Regions from separate parts of the Callithrix jacchus genome. Here region 2 is linked to region 1. The links are chromatin contacts, called in public Hi-C maps. All regions are on one chromosome and are shown on one strand. The core of a region is the stretch at or near the end of the contact, and the rest is flanking DNA. Distances in the headings are between cores, read along the strand shown. Region 1 overlaps AOPEP (aminopeptidase O (putative)). Region 2 overlaps AOPEP (aminopeptidase O (putative)).

What was found. Hi-C and Micro-C count contacts between places; a contact is called where the count stands out from the background.
Region 2: a Hi-C map of skeletal muscle shows a contact between it and region 1, with 20 times the contacts expected there. The contact joins two enhancer-like sites. A contact is called at or near these places in 3 of 3 Hi-C or Micro-C datasets (induced pluripotent stem cells and skeletal muscle).

Annotation. Positions count from the first base shown.
Region 1 is chr1:78,141,002-78,144,887 of calJac240_pri, reverse strand. All of the region lies in intron 3 of AOPEP (aminopeptidase O (putative)), which reads right to left. Among named protein-coding and RNA genes, the nearest start is that of AOPEP, 65 kb to the right of the region's middle. Within about 2 kb of position 1,662, at least 2 of the 16 cell types and tissues checked have an H3K27ac peak or open chromatin away from gene starts, as enhancers often do.
Region 2 is chr1:78,506,273-78,510,158 of calJac240_pri, reverse strand. The region is part of intron 15 of AOPEP (aminopeptidase O (putative)); the gene reads right to left. All of the region lies in intron 9 of FANCC (FA complementation group C), which reads left to right. Among named protein-coding and RNA genes, the nearest start is that of FANCC, 180 kb to the left of the region's middle. Within about 2 kb of position 2,053, at least 3 of the 16 cell types and tissues checked have an H3K27ac peak or open chromatin away from gene starts, as enhancers often do.

The DNA.
Region 1 (3,886 bases), core at 413-2,912:
TTGAGGTAACATGGGGAGGACACCAGAAGTCACAGGAAGATGTGGAAGGGGAGAAAAATGGAGACTAGCAATTAAGCAGTCAAAAACCTTAAATGACCCAGAGTTTAGGAGTGAGAGAGCAATAGTGATAACAGAACCTGAAGTGAGTCCAATAAAAATATTTTAAAACTGTCATTGATTCCTTGAAGTCTTCTCTAACATTCAATAATGGAAATAAAATAATTTTTAAAAAATATCACCCAAACTCATATTTTAAGTGCTCAAGATGATTTCCTCCTACACAGCACACAAGTTTGTTTGTTTGTTTTACTTTCTTAGATTCCTAAAGTTCCTCTACTTAGTGGAGCTAATTTGGAATCAACTGTTTGATTGACTCAGACATCAAGCTTTTAAAAGCAAAAACTTTTCTTGGCTACCAAGTAACAGTCAAATCGGGGCAGATCAATTGGCTGGGCCAAATAAGAACCAGCCAGAAAACCAATTCCCAGAGACCCTGGTCGAACTCTTCTGAGAAGCTTCTCTAGAGTCTGGCCCTGGGCTTCCTGCCTGGATCCTGGTTGAATGCTGGAGCCCATGCTGAGATCACCGAGTGCTGCTCGTGCTGGAGAAGGTTTTCATTAGTTCCTCGCTATGAGGACGTTTCTAGCATCCTCATTTGGAAGAAAAGTATCTTTAGATAATTACACTCCTTGATTGTGATCAAAAATGAAAATGAGAACTAAAAAGAGAAGACAAAGAATGTGGTACAGTACAACATTGAAACTCCGATTCTCCTGAAGGGCAGCTGTCATTTTTCTGTGCACTTTAAAATGAATTAGAATGAAGAATTTCACAAAGCAAAAGCTGACTAACCACATTTTTTATAGACTCTCTAAAGTTTACTTTTATAAGTGATTCAACATTAACTACACTTTTCTCTATGATCATTTTACAAATTAAAATTTTATCTTATTTGTGAGAAAAAAATAGTTTATTTTTATAAAATATAGTTTATTCCAACATGCCCAATCTTGCATGAAGACTGCCCACCACCACAGGGAACAACACCTAACCTTATCTTCCAATCAGCCTACAAAAAAAGCAAAGAATAAGGTGGAAATACTGCTCCAGAAAGCAGAGCATGCATTCCCAAGACAAAGATAAATAATTTCAGGATTGTCTATTGATTGGAATAAGCCTATCTTTCAAGAGAATTAATGAAAATTTACTGCTTTGGGATATGTCCATTGATTGAGTCCCACCTCTGAAATCTGACAGCTGGTGTTCAATTCCCTGCTCCATATTTACCAGTTTGAGCACACATCACTTAATTTCTCCAATGCATCCGTTTCCTCATGTATAATAAGAGAATGATCATAGTATCTTGTTGTGAGGATTAAGTTAGGATTAAATTAGAGAATCTATAAAGTGATCAGTAGGCATAACAACTGGCACAAAGTAAGTGTTCAAGAAATGTTAGCTCTTGTCATCTGTATTTGTTGTAGTCTTCATCATTTGCAAGCTCTCAGCTTTACAGCTGCCTACCCTTGATGCTCAGGCTGATTTTCTGAAGGCAGAGGCAAAGAATGCTGAAGGTATGGCTGCCATATGTGTACTGAAAACAAAGACCTGATGAGGCCCACATATGGGGTTTAAGGTTGGATGGCATTAAAACACAGTCCACACAAAGCAATCCATTTAAAGGAGAACGACAACCTAAAGGGGGCATCCTGTATGACTTCATATAGAATGGGCCATTTGGAGACTATTTAAATGGTGTTTGCTTTAAATGAGCCATCCTTGATGAAACCGACAGTGAATGCCTTCATTTTCCTTTTGATTCAATCCACTTGCACTAGACTCCCTTTGCTACACCAACTGCAAAACAAGAGAACACGTTGTACTTGAATTAACCCAGAGTTTTTCCTCTGCAGAGGCCAGAAACCTATCATGCCACTGGATGATTTCACAGCCAGGCTGGGATTCGATAGCAAGACTAATAAAGAGGGGTGGTAGGAAGGGACGCAGAGGAAAACAGCACTCCCTAACTGCAGCACAAGCTGCCACCCAACTTGCCCTTCCTTCTGGACAGATTCTGTAAAGCTGCACTTCAGACTTCCTTACTTTCTCCTATTAGACTATATTTAGAGGGAAAACCTCTCATACTTCAATTGTCTCACTAGTAAGATACACGTATCACATGACATATTGACAATAACAGCTGTTACAAGATCCAAACAGACATCTTCATCTCCGTAACAGCACTGAAATTTTCCTTAAAGATGACTGTGCTTTTTGCAAGTAAAAAAGAACTTTAAATGGATTAATTTTCAAATCACAAGACACAGTTTAAAATTTAGTTTTGGGCTGGGTACAGTGACTCACGCCTCTAATCCCAGCACTTTGAGAGGCCAAGGCAAATGGATCACCTGAGATCCAGAGTTCAAGACCAGCCTGGCTAATATGGTGAAACTCTGCCTCTACTAAAAATACAAAAATTAGCCAGATGTGGTGGCAGGCACCTGTAATAACAGCAACTCGGGAGGCTGGGGCAGGAGAATCACTTAAACCCAAGAGGCAGAGGTGGCAGTGAGCCGAGATCGTGCCACTGCACTCCAGCCTGGGTGACGAAGTGAAAGACTCTGTATCCAAAATTAAAAATTAAAAAAAAATAAAATATAGTTTTGAAACTAAGTATCATAAAGAGTGTTAAAACAGTTAATTATTTTTTCACTGACTATTCTAAAAACTGTCATATGAAGTTTTGAAGATTCTATCTTCCACGGAAGGGAAGAGACATTCTCAGTGAGGAGGGAAAAAGGAAGAACACGAAGGAGTAGTCAGTTCATGAAAGGAGAGAGAACTTTTTAAACTAAACCTGTGAGAAACTTAGCTAATTGAGATAATCGTTTTTCATAAAATATATTAACAGAAGAAAAATCAAGATACGGTAGCCATTTTTACACATCAGTCATGCCTACCAATAGTAAATTCAATACAAAATTTATGGAAAGTCAATGTCCTCTTAGGTGAGTCTTAGATAAACCCACTCAATATAATTAAAGGCACAGCTATAACCACACCCACATAACCACTCTGCTTGTGCAGAGGCAAAGGCAGATCATAGCTCTGCAAAGTTAAGCATCACATGGAGCTTCTTATATTAAAGAGTTACTGTTTTTACTGAAAATTAAAACAGGCACTTAAATTCTTCCTATTAAAACCGTCCATTTTACTTTTTCAACCTCTCCACTATAGGCTAGACAAACAGTATGAAGCATTTGGAAATAACAAATTGATACATGCTTTTATTTAACATATAGTCTTTCTTTCCTCAGTCCCACAGTAGCCCCTGCTACTTTTCCTACCTCAAAATTGTTTCTTTCTCTAACCACGATTGCTTATTTCAGAAATTCCTGTCCAAACTATTCTATATGTTATGATTACTTTGGAACACCTTTGTATCACAAATTAAAGATGCCTAACAATGTTTTTATAGGAATATGTATATACAGGAACATGTGCATTTATAAGTGCATATAGACATACTATATAGAATGTATATATTACAGATTTAAATGTATAGTATACATACATCTGCACAATAAATAAAATACATACACAAAAAGGAGAGCTCCTATTTTGGGTGCTCTTCCCTTGGCCTCCTTCTCCACTGCTTGGGTCTTTCAGCAAACTCCAGCTTTCTGTCAGGATTTTGTAGATACTGAGTCTACATCTTTTGGTTTTCTAAGTGAGTGCCACCCTCGTGAATACTCACAGCGTGATTATTCGTTAGTTCTTCTCCACAGTTGCTTAAGGGTTGTAACTGGCACCATAACAAACGAAACAGTAAGACGCCCTGGGCTGGTAGGCATCAGCATTGCCTAACCAGGGTGATGTGCCAGGT
Region 2 (3,886 bases), core at 804-3,303, 360 kb before region 1:
TTTCCGTTTTTGTCTCACTCAGAGTTGATATCAGAATATTATTTGTGTTCTCTCCTACCTAAAAATCTTTATAGCTCAATGCAAAGGATTTCTTTATCTAAGAACTTAGGAATAAGAAGCATCTAGATACCTCAGTATCCTTTTTGATATGGGATAGGACATGTTTCTCCCCCCACCCCCATTCTCCAGGTAGCAATTGCAGCATTTCAGAAAGATAAAAGAAACTTCCTTTACACAAACTCCCAATTTACTCCTCCTTGGTAAAATATTTTACTGAAGAATTCACTCCATATCCAGGATGATGATAATCAGTTTTCTGTGCTTAAGTAGGTTTTCACTAACATGCCAGGGTTTTCTTTTCCTGCTTTTTCAGTCTTTTCGGCATTTCCTTTTGAGCGCTTTAATGTTGTGCATGTAACTGAACAATAGCTGAAGTAGATAATTTAGCAGTGGTCCAGTAGTAGTGCTGGCTGATGTGTGTGGCTAAAAGCTTTAAGGGTCGGCATCTTGGGCTGGAGTTGCACTTTCCAGCATTAGCCTCAGGGGGGCACCAGATCCTCCAGCATCAGCTCTGTGGAGAGAGGCCCACACTGCAAGTTTCCTTGCAATGGAATTGCAGTTGGAATTGCAGTTAGGGATGCAGACCTTGTGACCAGAGATGAAGGGAGAAAGGAGGAACCCAAAAACAAAGCAGGGTGGACCTAGGGGTCATTGCCACTCAGAGACTGTGCTGTGAAGCAGCAGGGGAATTAGGAGCTTTTTTTCTGGCCTAGGCTACCTCTGGCTAATTGGATAGAGGCCACTGGGTGAGTCTGGAAGGACTTCAGGTCAGGGTAAGGAATCGGAAAGCAGGTACTGGGTACCTCTGTACCTCCCATTTCTGTGTCTGAACACGGAGGAGAACACATGTAAATTTAAGATGCAAAAATACATTTGGTACTTGCTAAGTTCTTAAGCCCAGGAATGACAGATTTATCACTAATTAAACAATAATTGCATTATGGAATGCTGAAAAAATTGTTTGTGTATAAACAACATCTGGTAAAGATTAAAAAGAAAGAATAATTTTTCCAAACTCAAATTTGTTAAACCTGAATATTTTAAAACAAAATAGATCTGAAAATGTAAAAGGGATAGAGTCTTATGTTTAGTATTTTTAAAGTAGAAAAGAAGCAAGTGGCATAATAAAAAAATACATATTTATAAAGGTGCCTCATTGTACATGATAGATGTGAAGGTTTTGTGTAAATAGATTTTGTTTAAGCCAAATCATTCTTTCAGCTCAACAGAGGAGTTCACTGGTGAAATGACTTTATGGAGAATCTTCTTTTTAAGAAAAAAGTTATTTTGTGGTGAATATGCACATATTAACAACTCCACTGTGGAGAGAATAGTGGCTCAGAAACAGCTACACAATGGGAGGGGATTGTCTGGCTGCTGGGTAACCTGGAGGGGAAGCTGCCCATCAGCTTATTCTTTAAATGACCCATTTCCTAAGTAAATATTTAAACTACATGCAAGTACTTGGAAACACCAGGAAAGAGTCTGTTCCAGGCTTAATGAACTTCAGCTTCTTTCTCATCTGCTATTTCCTTCTTTATTTTTATGGAGAATATACCTATGAAAGGTGATAGATGGAAAGTACTACCTGATAATTTTTTCTGTTCGTTCACTTTTTATTTTTTCTAAAAGGGATTTACTTTTGTCTGTGAATTACCTTAAATCATAGTCTAATTTCCCTTTTTGGTTTGTTTTCTCTCTCTCTCTCTCTCTCTCTCTCTCTCTCTCTCTCTCTCACACACACACACACACACACACACACACACACACACTAAGCAAATGACAGAAAAAAAGAAACGCTTCTTCTTGAGAATTCTGTTCTGTGTTCTCAGGCCTCTTTCAAGTGGCAAGTGGCTTGTAATAATCAGTGGTGAGTTGGTATGAAAATAACAGCTTACGTAAACATCAAGGGCCAAGCACGAGATCCTGTGTAATTTGCACAGTACATGGTGCAGAGTAACAAGTTGGCCTTTCCCTTGCCTTTCCTCCAAAACAGGCGCAGAGACCATGGTTATTGTGTATTGATTCCCTGCTGACTCTCTTCCCTTATGTTTTGAGGGCTGAAGATGGGCTGTCTTTCTAGGTGGAGGGTGAGATAATGCAGTTCTGGGTAGCAGTGCAGGGAGATGAGAGGGGAAACTCGCATTAAACCAAGGGGAAGTACACCCAGCAGAACAATCTGGTCTATACAAGAAGGAAAGCAGAACCCAGAGCTCTCTATCATCACCTGCTGTGGCATTCAGTGAAAAAACTGGGGGAGTTGGAGGGAAGGACAAGACACATATTATTGAAGGCCTCCTGCTGACGTAGCTCCCTCGAGTTGAAGTGATTTGCCCGTGAAAATCATTAGGCCAGATGAAGAAGAGAGAGCTTGAGAAGGAACAGATTTTGATAGGATGGAGAAAAATAAACAGATGGAACCCCAAAAAGGTTTATTTTTTTCCCACTTTTATAGAAAAGATAATGGCCCCAGTCATGGGGCTCCAGAGCCCTGGGTTACAGAATGACCTGTGATGTGTTACTAGAGTGCCCCACATTACAAATAAGACAGGATTCGCAGAAGCTAGATGTCTGCTTCATCACTCATAGGATGCTGCAGATTTAGGGGGGAAGATACGGCTTCCAAAGAAGCATGTATTAAACACTTAATTCTATTTGGAAGATTCTCTTGATAAGAAAAGCAGCTTAAAATGTGATTTGATGTCACTGGGACACATGTCTGACTTGTGCATACACCAGTCCTCATGAGGGGACTCACTGACCCTGAAATTATGTGCTCAGAAAGTATAAAGAATCTGATTTTAAAAGCCATTGATGAGGGGTGCAGATGAGACGGAGCAAATCAAAATCTCTGCCGTTGCTGTTTCTGCAGGTTCCCCTGCCTCCTGGCCTGTTACCTCCTTCCACCTGTTGTGGAAGCAGGTTTAAAGTAGCCAAGGGTCTGAAATATTTAGAAAGAAAGAAATCTAAGAGGAGAGTCCATCTGTATGGGGAAGAACAAGCAGATTCTACACAGCCAGCAGACATTTAAAACACTGGATTGAACTATTTTGCTAGAAAACACTGCACAGAAGAAAAGTGTTTCCAAGCTCTCACCCTCTTCTGACAAACTGAGCTAGAGCTGTCTTCCTTGCTCCTCCAGTGGTTTTCATGTAACCCTACTCTACACATCTGATCATCGTTTTCTTTGCTGTTTGGAAATCCCTATAATTAGTATTGAATGATTCTCTACTAGCATCAAACCTATAGGATGGCTCTGGGATGGTTTCACCATTTAGAAAAAAGAAATTCGATTTTACCATTTTCAAATTTATCCTATCAGTGCATTGCCGTGCTCGTTTTTGTCTGTCTGCCTGTGGGCACGTAGCAGTGCTATTTGATCTTAAACACTCTTATTCAACAAGGATGGTGTCATACAAAACTTTGAAAATTGCTCTGGCAAACTTAGGTGAATCACATTTCTTTAAGACATATAGTTTGCTTTTCTCTTGTTTTATTTTTTTCATTATGAATTCATAGAAACTTTGATATTTTCTGTGCTTATCCAGTGACCTCTTAATAACTGTTATTATTTACAGTGAGACTGGGCAGCAGGAGATTAACTGACATGCCTAAGTTCAAAGCCACGAAATAACCTGCCTCTCCTGTCTTGAACAATGGTCCTGCCAAATTATTTGCTTGCATAGATAATGAATTTGTCTGTAAGAATTTCAAGTTAGTTTCTTTTAAATAAAAATGCGCAACAGTGAAGGATGAGGGAGCATGATATTTAAAGAGTAGGACATTTTAACTTGCAAATTAGAAATCTTGAAATAATTAAAAGGCG